3 separate regions of the Mus musculus genome follow, and regions 1 and 3 are each linked to region 2. The links are chromatin contacts, called in public Hi-C maps. All regions are on one chromosome and are shown on one strand. Each heading gives the region's core, a stretch centred on a gene start, on an enhancer-like site or on the middle of the called end of the contact. The rest is flanking DNA. Distances are from core to core; before and after follow the strand shown.

What was found. A called contact is a pair of places that touch in the nucleus more often than the background predicts.
Region 1: a contact with region 2 is called in a Hi-C map of cerebral cortex, with 4 times the contacts expected there. The contact joins two enhancer-like sites. A contact is called at or near these places in 1 of 484 Hi-C or Micro-C datasets (cerebral cortex), 1 of 115 datasets of contacts at active chromatin or transcription factors (T-cell acute lymphoblastic leukemia) and 1 of 9 other capture datasets (embryonic stem cells).
Region 3: a Hi-C map of cortical neurons shows a contact between it and region 2. The contact joins two enhancer-like sites. A contact is called at or near these places in 2 of 484 Hi-C or Micro-C datasets (cortical neurons and muscle stem cells) and 1 of 9 other capture datasets (embryonic stem cells).

Annotation. Positions count from the first base shown.
Region 1 is chr12:74,106,735-74,110,660 of GRCm38.p6, reverse strand. The region is part of intron 1 of Syt16 (synaptotagmin XVI); the gene reads right to left. Among named protein-coding and RNA genes, the nearest start is that of Gm40889, 32 kb to the left of the region's middle. Within about 2 kb of position 1,695, at least 24 of the 459 cell types and tissues checked have an H3K27ac peak or open chromatin away from gene starts, as enhancers often do. A contact at or near this core is called in cerebral cortex, where this site is marked.
Region 2 is chr12:73,706,952-73,711,096 of GRCm38.p6, reverse strand. The region is part of intron 9 of Prkch (protein kinase C, eta); the gene reads right to left. Among named protein-coding and RNA genes, the nearest start is that of Gm34189, 73 kb to the left of the region's middle. Within about 2 kb of position 2,061, at least 63 of the 459 cell types and tissues checked have an H3K27ac peak or open chromatin away from gene starts, as enhancers often do. A contact at or near this core is called in cerebral cortex and cortical neurons, where this site is marked.
Region 3 is chr12:74,054,597-74,058,948 of GRCm38.p6, reverse strand. The region is part of intron 1 of Syt16 (synaptotagmin XVI); the gene reads right to left. Among named protein-coding and RNA genes, the nearest start is that of Syt16, 59 kb to the right of the region's middle. Within about 2 kb of position 3,093, at least 18 of the 459 cell types and tissues checked have an H3K27ac peak or open chromatin away from gene starts, as enhancers often do. A contact at or near this core is called in cortical neurons, where this site is marked.

The DNA of each region.
Region 1 (3,926 bases), core at 446-2,945, 400 kb before region 2:
TCAAGAGATGGGGCAAGAAGGCAGTAGTAAAGGACCCACAAGAGTGAAAAGAAGAGAGATTCTGTTTGGTACTGACCAATTAAAGGGAAAATGGCCTTAGAAGTCACAGCCTCAGGCAATGGAGAGCCCGGTGAGAGGTGCTAAACAAGTGAACTGAGATCTTCCCACAAGCAACTTGGACTTATGGGAGCCCCAGATTATAAGAAAGAATGGGAGAATTGCAAATGAAGATGACAAAAACAGTAGGTACCATTCTTCAAGGTAAAGACGAGTCTTAAGACTGAGGGCCAAGGTGGGAGTCTAAATTACTACAAATCTCCATAAGAGATGGTGCCTCCATAGAACTATGACTCTCGAAGCCCTTGGAGGTCTTATGATGATGGTATCTCACTATGGGTCACTAAGACTGGGGAGTTCTTTAGCAGGTGCCAGCCCAAAGCAGGCCACAGGTACAAGGAGAGCTATTTATATTTGCACAATGCAACTATGATCAGGAACCTGTTCAATAATGTCAGAATGGCAGACACCCTCCCATTCCTGACTAAGATGATGTGGAAATATGCAACTCAAACCCAGCCAGCTTCCTGAGAATTATACTTCCTGCCTCCAAAATGACAGTCAACGGCATGAGAGTGGGTCAGTATATGGTCAATCCAGTAACCAGGAAGGAGAAGCCTGTCTGTGTGCAGGCAGATGTGTCGCCCCACCCGACGTCAAATAAAACTTACAAACCTTGTCAATCTCCCTGGGTCTCAGTCAGAGCTGAGGACAGCTGGTCTAATGATGAGTCCAGGGAAGCCTGCCTACCCCTGCATGGCTTACGAATGGAAAGCCCAGTAGGGGAGAAACAGAGAATGAGCCAAGCAGGAATAGAATCTCCAGGGAAGCTCGGCAGAACAAAGGCAGGCAGAGTCATAATTATTATATTTTGCACTTACTTGGCATTTGCTATGTGCCAGGTCCTTTACGCTCATTTAAGTCTAACAATGGTCCCGTGAAATTGAAATTATTATTATCATCACTTAACAGATGAGACAAAACTGAGCTCTGGAAAATGAGGGAGACACTCCCAATCACAAGGTAGTCAGTCCATGTCAGAGGCAGGATTTGGCCCTAGCGGTCTAGCTTGAGCCCCCCATTTAATCACTCTGCTAGCCCGCCACTTGTCATGGAATTTTTTTCTGAGGAGAGGATGTAATAGATTTTTAGCAACCACAAGCACAACCATTTTGATCTGAAGTCTGAAGAGGAAGACAAGAATATTGAATGACATTGAGGACCGTGGACACCAATTTGAGCCAACAGATGAAAATAGGGGAGGGGAAAAAAAAGACAAAGAAATCAAAGGGACAACCCCCTCAAAGGTCAAAGTTAACTTAAAAAATATTTGCTGACCCTGACAACAACTACAAAAACTACACGGCTGTGATTCGATGCATCTGTTTATTATGTATGCTCTCAGCCTGAGATTTCCTCCCATCGAGATAAAAATTGCCATTGCGCATAAGCAGATGACTGCAATAAATATGGTAAGGAACTAGCATTGCCAGAGAGTTTTTTTTTTTTTTTTTTTTAAAGAAAGAGAGAAAGGCTGCTAATTCTAAGATTGGGAGCTGAAAAGCCCCCAGATGACATCAGCCCAAATTCTCCTAGAAAAGAAATGACAGGAAGCTGGCTCCTGGAACTTTCTCTTCGGAGGTGACTCATTTCATGGCTGGGGACAGGGATGAGCTAGGACATGCAGGGGTCTGGCAGGAGGGCTGAGGGAAGGAGGACCTGGCTTCTAGTCCTCTCTTCACTTTTGTCCCTTTTGAGGATGTTACAACCCAGACTCTGCCCTGCCCCCTCCCCAGTTCAGACGTGGGAATCCTAACCCCCAGTACTTCAGATCGTAGCCATATTTAGACATGCCATCTGCTGAGATATAATATAAACTGAGTTCTTAAGAATGGAGCCACATCCAACACAACTGCTGTCGTTATAACAAGAAGAAACCCAGCCACGAGCATGCACATGGTGGGAAGAGAGGCCCTGTAAAGACAAAGGCAGAGGACCACCTATGACACTAAGGAGGAAGGAGAGCCGCTCTTGATCTCAGACTCCTCCCTGCAGAACAGCTGCTTTTTACACCTCCCAGTCAATGGGATTTGTTACAGCAGCCTAGACGACCTACACAGCTGCACACTTTGAACTACAGATGTATATCAGAGAAGTACTTGCTGTCTCGTTGACTAAATATGTATATCTCCCAATCCTAAAACAGACTGGCAATTGGTGCTTGAAAGAGATCATGCAACTCACAGGGCTCAGAGAAGAAAATGATGCAAAAACCTTTCCAGGTTTCTACAACAAAGTTTTGAGCATCGTTGAGACCTCTGTTCAAAACCTTATTCTATTCCTTATGAATTAACACAAAATTGCCTTTAGAATCTCTCTGTCCCTTGCTCCCTCTGCCCCATATGTTCATCCTTCTGAATGCTACACAAAATCCATCCCCTGCCAAGTATGGTTTTTACTGTCACTCCTAAACTCGAGCTAACTTTTCAAGATAAAACCCATTGAGTGTCTATATATGGAGCCTGATTTTAACTGAAAGCAGCCCCCAACTCATTCTGCTCCTATGGGAATCTGCTAGTTTAACAAAGTCAGTGGGCTCAACTCACTGTCCCTGGACAGAGGGATTACATATCCATGTCTCAGCCCAGGGGCCTCTAATCTAATCCCTCCCCAGGAAGGCACTGCTAGTCAAATGCTACCCCCAATTCCTCTCTTAATGTGATTGCTTCCCATTCAGCTCTAAAAAGGGAGTATCCAGCCCCTCCAAGCAACCATGGTTTAAGCCTTTAATACCTGGCAAGCTGGGCAGGTGTGTAATTGTTAAAGGTCTGTTGCTTTGAGAACGCCTTCAATAGTCATCATACCCTGCTTCCCTCCCATCATTTATTGTGTGTATCACAGAGTCTGGAGAGCATACCATTCAGAAAACAGTAGCGTATGGCCTAAGAACCAAAGAGCATGAAAAGAGAAGCTACAACAACCCTTACTCTGTTGGAGCATTGCCTTACTACTTCTGTTTTCCTTTGCTAAGCAATAGAACATGAACTAAACAAGAGTCAGCTCAGATGTGCGCTGTCTCTTCCCTCCACCCTTCCTTTCTGGAGTTGGATTGGGTATAGAGTAACCGAAGAGGCAAAAGTTGAAAACTAAAACAGGCCTTCTTCATTGGAAGGGACATTCCTTGGAGGGTATTTGGGTGCCATGCTGGTGCCCTGCTATCTACGTGAATATTCCCTCAGCATGTGTTAGATGGATACAAAGGACTTCTTCTATGCCTGACCATGAACACGTAGCTCTCTGATGTTTCCCCAGAGGAAGGGTCTATTCTTCTCTTTTCCAGTTGGAACTTAAGAGACCCAAAAGCTACATTGTACATGGGAAATCTGGTGCCTAAAGCAAACTAAATCTGAAGGCATTTTTGTGGATTTCTGTTCTTTAAGCAGCAATCATTTGTTCTTCCTACGAAAGGCAAGAGGGGATGTCCTGTCCAACTAAAGCATTTATGACAATTACTCATTGGAGACTATGTCAGCAGAGTCTATAGTGATCTTAACTAAGAACAACAAAGACTTGGCCTAGGTCTAAGTTGACAGTTGATAGACAGGATCTCAAGACTGGGCCATTCCCTTGCTGTCGAGGGTCTTTCCTTCAGAACTGGCAAGGGAAGGAAGTGAGTCTTCTCCTAAGGCAAAGGATCATCTTGGCTTTTCTAAAACTCACTCATAGCTAAGTAACTGCCAATCATGGCTGTCATCAACATTAGGATTATTCTAGCAATTATGAGCAGTGACTGCTTTTTGAAGCTATGATGAAATACTAGTTCAAAAAAATGCACTTTAAGGAAAATGTAAATACTTAAGCTCTTGCAA
Region 2 (4,145 bases), core at 812-3,311:
TAAGGCTAACCCTGGTGAAGACTGGGGACTTCAAAGGAAATGACACCCGGTGCCACAAAACATCTGTCCAGATGTAAAAGTATAGGGGCTGCTTACCCTCCAGAATGTCAGGGGTGGTGACAGCTGTAAACAAGCCAATTATAGTTAAACAACCTCGAGGACAACGGTTTTAACTCTAGACACACCTAGTAGCCTGTGGACCAATCGAGACACGGGGGAAGAGAAACAGTTTCACCTTCTGACTCCCCCACCCACCCAACCCCATTCATAATCAAGACCATGTGACCCAGTAGCCCAAGAGATCAGAAACCCAAATCCTGTGCCTGGAGATGGTCCTCTGAACACCATCCCCAGGGATTGTCGGTTGAGGAAGTAAGCTCACACAACTTGGTCCAGACATCTGAATTTCACCCGTGGACCTATGTCCATAGCTACCAGCCTGAGAGAAAGATGGAGCATGCTGACAGGTTGGAAGCAAACAGAGCTGGAGAACACCAATGCCATGTTCTAGTTTGTTTTCTATTTCCATCTGAGCCAAAGGCAAACGAGAACAAATGACCCAGAAGCAGACCACATGGCATGAGAAGTAGTCATTGCTCAAGGAAAGGAAGAAACCTAGTTCCAGAGAGAGCAGAGGAAAATATCCTTGGGTGTTTCAGAAAAGGCCAGAAAACACATATGGTACACAAGAACAATTCTTTCTAACAACCCCTTTCTTTTCAGATGTATATACTGCACAGAGGGGAGATTGCTTGCTACAGTGTAACAGGCATGGCATAGAACGGCATAACCCAGGCAAGAAGCCACATACTTTCAGGTAGCCCCTTGCTGTGTGATCCAGGATAGATTGTTTAACCTCTCTGGAGCTCAGCTGTGCAAACTGTTCCAAGGAGGATGCAAACATCTTCACCTTCTGGGATTGTTTGGAGTACTGCAAGACATTTTGCCCAACAGGTATTTATCAGATAGCAGTGTGCACTTTCTGGGGCAGCAAGAACGAGTAAAGCATCCAGAGTGCACTTCAGTGAACTTCCAGCTTCTGCACCTGCCCATCCTGCAGAACGGACACATTCAGACTCCAACAATGATCAACCAGGCACACTGATGCTAGCAGAGGCCTCTGCAGACAGACCATCATCTCCTTTGTCTTCTCCTCTTCTCTCCTAGCCTGTAGCCTTGGGGGGTCTCTTCTCCTTGACCAGGATGGCAGAGTATCAGAGCACAGGGAGATGATGGCATGATGGGAGCTGAGTGTGCCTCCTTCCCAATCCAGCTGATGGTAGCACCTCAGGATGCACTTGGGACTGGCTCAGTAAATTGTGGACTGTGGGCTGTGGCTAATCTGCCCCTGCCCTGTGTATGCAGCTCCCTCCCCACAAGGGACTCCTTCTAGAGGCTCTTTACTCACTAGGGAGAAAGGCAGTCTTTTCTTTTCTCTTCTTTTCTTTTCTTTTCTTTTCTTTTCTTTTCTTTTCTTTTCTTTTCTTTTCTTTCCTTTCCTTTTCCTTTCCTCTTTCTCTTTCTTTCTTCTCTCTCTCTCTCTCTCTCTCTCTCTCTCTCTCTCTCTCTCTCTCTCTCTCTCTCTCTCTCTCTTTCTTTCTTTCTTTTTGGACTGGAGATGCCTAACTAGGCAAACTAGGAAATAAAGAACTTCTTAAAGACACCAAGTGCTAGGAAAGCCAGAGCCCAAACTTTAACTCAAGGTTCCCTTGTTATTACCTGCCCCAAAGGGGGGTGGAATAATAACCCCTTTCTCACCTCTACATATTCTGCTTTACTAATAACTAATATGACAACAATGGAGAGGAAAATACAGAGGAAGCAACGCTCTCTTGCCCTTGTGTTACCAAGTCACTTCCCTGACATCCTTAGCGTCTGCTGAGAGCGTCCTGTGCCTGTGTGCACAGATTCTGAACAATCTCGCCTTCTGCAATTGGGGCTGGGCTTTGCTGCTACTCCTCCGCCAGCTAGGAGCAGCAGATCCCTCTGGCCTGTCTCGAGCTCCATCTTCAGGACTGACCCAGGAAGTCTAGCAGCCCAGGCTCTGAGGAAACCTACAGCAAGGGGCCGGTCCTGTCCTTCCTGTCCCTGGGAGCCTCTGTGGTCTACAGCCATTAGAGAAGCAGAGGTAAACAGAGTTGAATTCCTAAGGAGTGAGGAGGGACCTCGGTACAGCCCTCTTCTAGGTTTTGGACACAGGATGTCCTGTATTTTTGAAGCAGAAGGCCTGCTCAGATAAACTGGGTCTCTGAACAAAGACTGGGGCATCTGACCAATATTGACTTTGCTGCTTCCCCCAACCCCTTCCTGGGAGGCTGCTTTCTGTCTTTGCTCCTTTCTCCCTCCTCCAGCCTCTCCCTCTGGCTGGCCTCTTACCCCACCTATCTGCCTCTCTGAAGCTCAGTTTTCTCTGCCTGGCCTCAGCTGAAAGCTCTTCTTACTCAAGCGGGAAGCCTGTGGAAGAAAGGCGGTGGGCCTCCATTCCAGGCCATAAATGCCAATAGGCTGACAGCCCCAATGAAGATGAAAGGACCCGGAAGCAAAGTCAGCTTCAAAGCACCGAGGACAACAGCATGTGCTAGATTTGTGACACGGGTCCCTTGTAACCAAGTGTTCCTTGGCTAAAAAATGCCTTATTCTCACTAGCTCTGTTGTTTAAAACAACAAAACAAAACATGCATTTGAAAACTGTGTACCAACCCAGCAACTCCGCCACTCAGCTACTGTCCTGATGAGATTTTTATCATCATTTCTGGCTGGTGCCTTTGTAGGGAATGGAGAGCCACTTTGCTGTCTTGGCCAGAACTTGATATGGATACAAACCACTCATCTTTGTAAGTACTGTATCCTTTCCTGGAACCTTCTAGTTCTACGGTTTCTTAAAAGTGCTGGGTGTGAGGGAGTGTTTTATTATTTCCATGTTTCTCTGAACTACAGACAAAGCAAAGATAATAACCGAGTCTATCTTATGGAGCGACAACATGCCATTAGTCATGCATGCTAGGTGCTGATGACAATGTCTGATATCCAATACTTTTGAATTTTTTTAAGTGACCTAGTGGATCTGGAACTCCTGGACTCTACCTCTCATAGCCTGTCTGAGACTCCAGGTCTGAGCCATCACATCTGGAAGAACACCCACTTCAATTAGTACATTAAGTGTTTTCCCTTTGCTGAAAGCTCAGGTCATTTCAACTTAACTCAGATGATAAGAAAATAAATAACTCCAAAATCTAAAACAAAGAAAAAGATCTAAATAGATATTTCTCAAAACAAGAAGTATAAGTGGCCAATAGATACATTTAAGAGAAATGATGGCCACTAACCATCAGAGAAATGCAAACTGAAGCCACCCCAAGGTGGCTTTTCCCTGCTGGAGCTGCTATTAAAAGGATGAAAGGAATTGAGCTCCAGCAACACAGGAAGGAAAGAAGGCCCATCCATCCGTGTGCACAGACACTGGGCCTGTGAGTCCGTCAACCACCGCCCAAATCCAAATGGAGACGCCTCAAAAGTTAAAATGGAATATGCGTATGATCCAACCAACAGTTCCACAAGCTCGGTTTATATCCAAGAAGTCTGAAGTCAGAAGCAAGATGATTGAAAAGAGAACTGCACGCCCTGTTCACGGCAACATTATCATCGTATGGCTGGATGGACAGAGATATGGATGGATGGACCCAGAAAATGTGGGGTGGATACACAATGAGCCATCGTTCAACCTTAAGACGGGAGGAAACCCTGGCATGTGTGGCAACACAGATGGATCTGGAGAAGATTAAGTGAAATAAACCAGGCATAGAAAATCAAATCTAAAGAACTCCCAGGAGCAAAGGATGGATGCCAGGGCTGAGGGTAGGAGCTAGGGAGCTGTCAATCAAAGACTATCAGCAATGGACTAATAATATATATTAACCATCTTTAAGGTTTAAGCATTTTTAAAAACATTCATTTATTCATTTGTTTGTGTGTGTGTGTCTTTATATGTGAATGCATGTATGCCACAGCAGATGCAAGGCAATTAGAGGACAACTTTAGAGACTTGGTTCTTTTCTTCCACTCTGTAGGTCCCAGGGATCAAATTCATCAGGCCATCAGGCTCAAGGCAAGTGCCTTTACCCACCACCCCTCACCAACCCAAATCA
Region 3 (4,352 bases), core at 1,844-4,343, 350 kb before region 2:
TGTCCCCATCTGCACTGAAAAAAGCAGAAAAAAAGCCTCAGATTAACCTATTCTTTCTAGAAGAAATGAAATTTTCCAAATTCACTAAAATGTAGAAAAGGGGACTTACCTTAAAGTGGTATGATTAAATATTTTCTACATTCAGTGCAAATGAATGCCCAGAAATTCAAATGAAGTCAGTAGTAGCAATTTAACAATGTAACAATGTAACACAGTGGCTGAGTAGAGGCAGTGGTAGCAGCCATAGGATTCAGTGAGAAATGCACAGGGTAATAATCATGGTAGTCACAGTAAACCAAAGCTAGAGTTCCTTGAGTACTTTCTACTTGTATGACTTTGTTTCAAACATTTTACATAAAAGTGTACATTTAACTGACAGACAGGTAGATCAATGGAATAGAATTGAAGACCCAGAAATGAACCCACATACCTAGTCACTTGATCTTTGACAAGGGAGCTAAAACCATCCAGTAGAAAAAAGACAGCATTTTCAACAAACGGTGCTGGCACAACTGGTGGTTATCATGTAGAAGAATGTGAATTGTTCCATTCTTATCTCCTTGTACAAAGCTCAAGTCTAAGTGGATCAAAGACCTCCACATAAGACCAGAGACACTGAAATTAAGAGAGGAGAAAGTAGGGAAAAGCCTTGAAAAATTCCTAAACAGAACAGCAATGGCTTGCACTGTAAGATCAAGAATTGACAAATGGGACCTCATAAAATTGCAAAGCTTCTGTAAGGCAAAAGACACTGTCAATAAGACAAAAAGGCCACCAACAGATTGGGAAAGGATTTTTACCAATCTTAAATCTGATAAGGGACTAATATCCAATATATACAAAGAGCTCAAGAAGCTGGATTCCAGAAATTCAAATAACCCCATTAAGAATGGGGTTCAGAGCTAAACAAAGAATTCTTACCTGAGGAGTGCTGAATGGCTGAGAAGCACCTGAAAAAATGTTCAACATCCTTAATCATCAGGGAAATGCAAATCAAAACAACCCTGAGATTCCACCTCACAACAGTCAGATGTGGCTAAGATCAAAAATTCAGGTGACAGCAGATGCTGTCCAGGATGTGGAGAAAGAGGAACACTCCTCCACTGCTGATGGGATTGCAAGCTTGTACAACCACTCTGGAAGTCAGTCTGGAGGTCCCTCAGAAAATTGGACATAATACTACCGGAAGATCCAGCAATACCTCTCCTGGGCATATACCCAGAAGAAGTTCCAACTGGTAATAAGAACACATGCTCCACTATGTTCATAGCAGCTTCATTTATAATAGCCAGAAGCTGGAAAGAACCCAGATGTCCCTCAACAGAAGAATGGATACAGAAAATGTGGTACGTTTACACAATGGAGTACTACTCAGCTATTAAAAGCAATGGATTTATGAAATTCTTGGACAAATGGATGTATCTGGAGGATATCATCCTTAGTGAGGTAACCCAATCACAAAAGAAGTCATTAGATATGCACTCACTGAGAAGTGGATATTAGCCCAGAAACATAGAACACCCAAGATACAATTTGCAAAACACAAGAAAATCAAGAAGAGGGAAGACCAATGGGTAGATATTTCATTCCTCCTTAGAATAGGGACCCTGGTACAGATGTCTCATATGAGGCTATGCCAGTGCCTGGCAAATACAGAAGTGGATGCTCACAGTCATCTATAAGATGGAACACAGGGCCCCCAATAGAGAAACTAGAGAAAGTACCCAAGGAGCTAAAAGGGTCTGCAACCCTATAGGTGGAACAACAATATAAACTAACCAGTACCCCCAGAGCTCGTATCTCTAGCTGCATATGTAGCAGAAGATGGCCTAGTTCCCACTGGGAAGAGAGGCCCCTTGGTCTTGCAAACTTTATATGCCCCAGTACAGGGAAATGCCAGGGCCAAGAAGCAGGAGTGGGTGGGTAAGGGAGCAAGGTGGAGGGAGGGTATAGGGAACTTTTGGGATAGCATTTCAAATGTATATAAAGAAAATATCTAATAATAAATAAATAAATAAGTGTCCATTTAATCTTTATAAACAACCCTACAGTAGAGGACCATGGGCCTGTTTTAGGCATGAGAATATTTAGGTACCACACAAAACCTGCCTGCACAAGAAACAATTCAATCAAGACTATAGAGTATACAAATGGGCACGTTTATAAACTCAAAAAAGTAAGAAATTGTTCCCACACAAAGTGACGAAGGTGAGGGATCACCAGGTTACCAGCAATGCTTCTGTTTATTATGAATCTGGAAAGCAGAGGGTCTCCCCCAGCAGGGGAGGAGCCTTAAGATTAGCTAAGACAACAGAGGTGACAAGCATGCAAGGTCCTAGGGGACATACCAGGTTTCCATCAACCCACGTTCCCGTGTCAGTTCCCCTAGTTTGTCCCAGGGCTTCCCAGTGGATTTACACACTTTTCTTACAACTTTCAGAATGAGGTTTCTAGAGCCAGTGTTCTGTCTGCCATTCTGGGCTACACGACACAGGCGATGCTGAAGAGGGAGGCAGCTGATAGGATAGGGATGTCATTGGTGACCTGGCCTGTTGCCATGGGCCTTCTCCCAGCTAGTCAGAAGGATAAGGAGGTGTGACTAATGAGTCTGAGGCCACCTTGTGCTACATTGTAAACTTTAGACTAGTCTGGACTAAAGGGCAAGACTGTGGAAAGAGGAGGGGAAGGGAGGGGAGGGGAGGGGGAGGGAGAGGGAGAGGGAGAGGGAGAGGGAGAGGGAGAGGGTAGGTAGGTAGGTTATTAGGTCCAATTGGGGCAATGATATTAAAGAGTACTGAACCCAAAGCTACTTCTAGCCAAGCCTCTGCCCTACCCACCCCCTCCCAACAAGCCACAGTCTGCCTCCTCATCGATTTGATACCATGTTATTTTAGTGGAGTATTTTATGTAAATGCCCTTTGAAAATGACTTTAAGTTTTAAAAACATAGTGGTTTCCTCCTTAGCCACAGAGATGATTTTTTAGCCTCAATCAGGAAATCAACTAAAGTGATTGATTCTTCAGTGTACCCAGAACCTGGGCTTCCTCTCTGACAAGAGGGGCTCTGGGCCTGAGACCATCATGCCCCCTAGTGGCAGGCTTGCTGTTTCCTGAGCCTCCCTCCGTCTGAAAGGAGGGTACCCAGCCGTCAGTTAAACTGATTCCATCTCACAGCCGATGAATTTCAATAAATATACCATCTGTTCACCTTCTGTGTGGGAGTTCAATCATCTTGTTGGCAGCAGTATTACCCTACAGCAATTACCTATGTCTTTATCGCCTCTCATTCAGCTGCACCAGCCTGCTCTGCACAACCAACGGCTTCTATAGATAGGACAGTCTCTGAGGCTGGAACGCAGGAAAACCTCTACACTTCATGACGAGCTGGTCAGGGCAGGAGGTGTGTGGGTAGGAGGGAGAGAACCTGCAACCTCTGGAAAACGATAGACTCGCCTATGAGGCGGGTGGCAGAGCTGAGCAGACATGGAGTCTGGCTGGCAAGTTTGTATCTGTCAAAATAACAACACTGGGAAAGGTGAAAGGCTGCACCTGAGAGTGGAGCCGTGGGTGGATGCAGACGGCATGGCTCTGTGCTCAGCTCTACCACTGACCAGCAGTGTGACTCTGCATGAACATGCAGCCTCTCTGGGCCTTGGTTCCTCCTTATGGAAAAATAAGATGTTGGAATGGGTGAATCCTGGACTCTCTTTTATCTCTGAACTTACAAGACACGAGTGGGTGGAGAATGGGCACCTGCGGCACAGGCCACACCCAGATGTAACACAAGCATGTGGAGCCTCACTGAACTGCTAATTAAGATGACAGCTAAAAGTAGAAAATGTCCCAATCGTGAAGCGGTTTGCGTGCTTTTGAAATTGGGTTCACATTAATGACCATTCCTTGCACAGTATAGAAAGGGTAGAAACGAAGACTCAGGGAAGCTGTTGTCCTAAACATTATGCCTATGAAATGAAGAGATTGAAGCTTCGAGTCCATGTTGTCGGGAAGTATGAATACCAAAAACCTTCTCAAAAAAAAAAAAAGGCAGAGTTTCAGGACCAGCTAGATCCAAAGGAATGATGGGAAAAGCTTCAGAGGAAAGTGTGTGTGTGTGTGTGTGTGTGTGTGTGTGTGTGTGTGTGTGATATACCCAGAGAGAACTGGGTTAGTCCCAGCAGCTTGCTGTCCACTATGCATCCCCACCACCTGACCTCAGCCCTAAAACTGGCATGCCCTCCCCAAGTCATGTTCAAGTTCTTCCTGTATACAGACCACCAACAAAGTTCCCATGATCCTCTGCAGCTTAGGAGCAAGAGTCTGGGTTCTGGTTAAAGGGGCTGTACACAAAAAGTT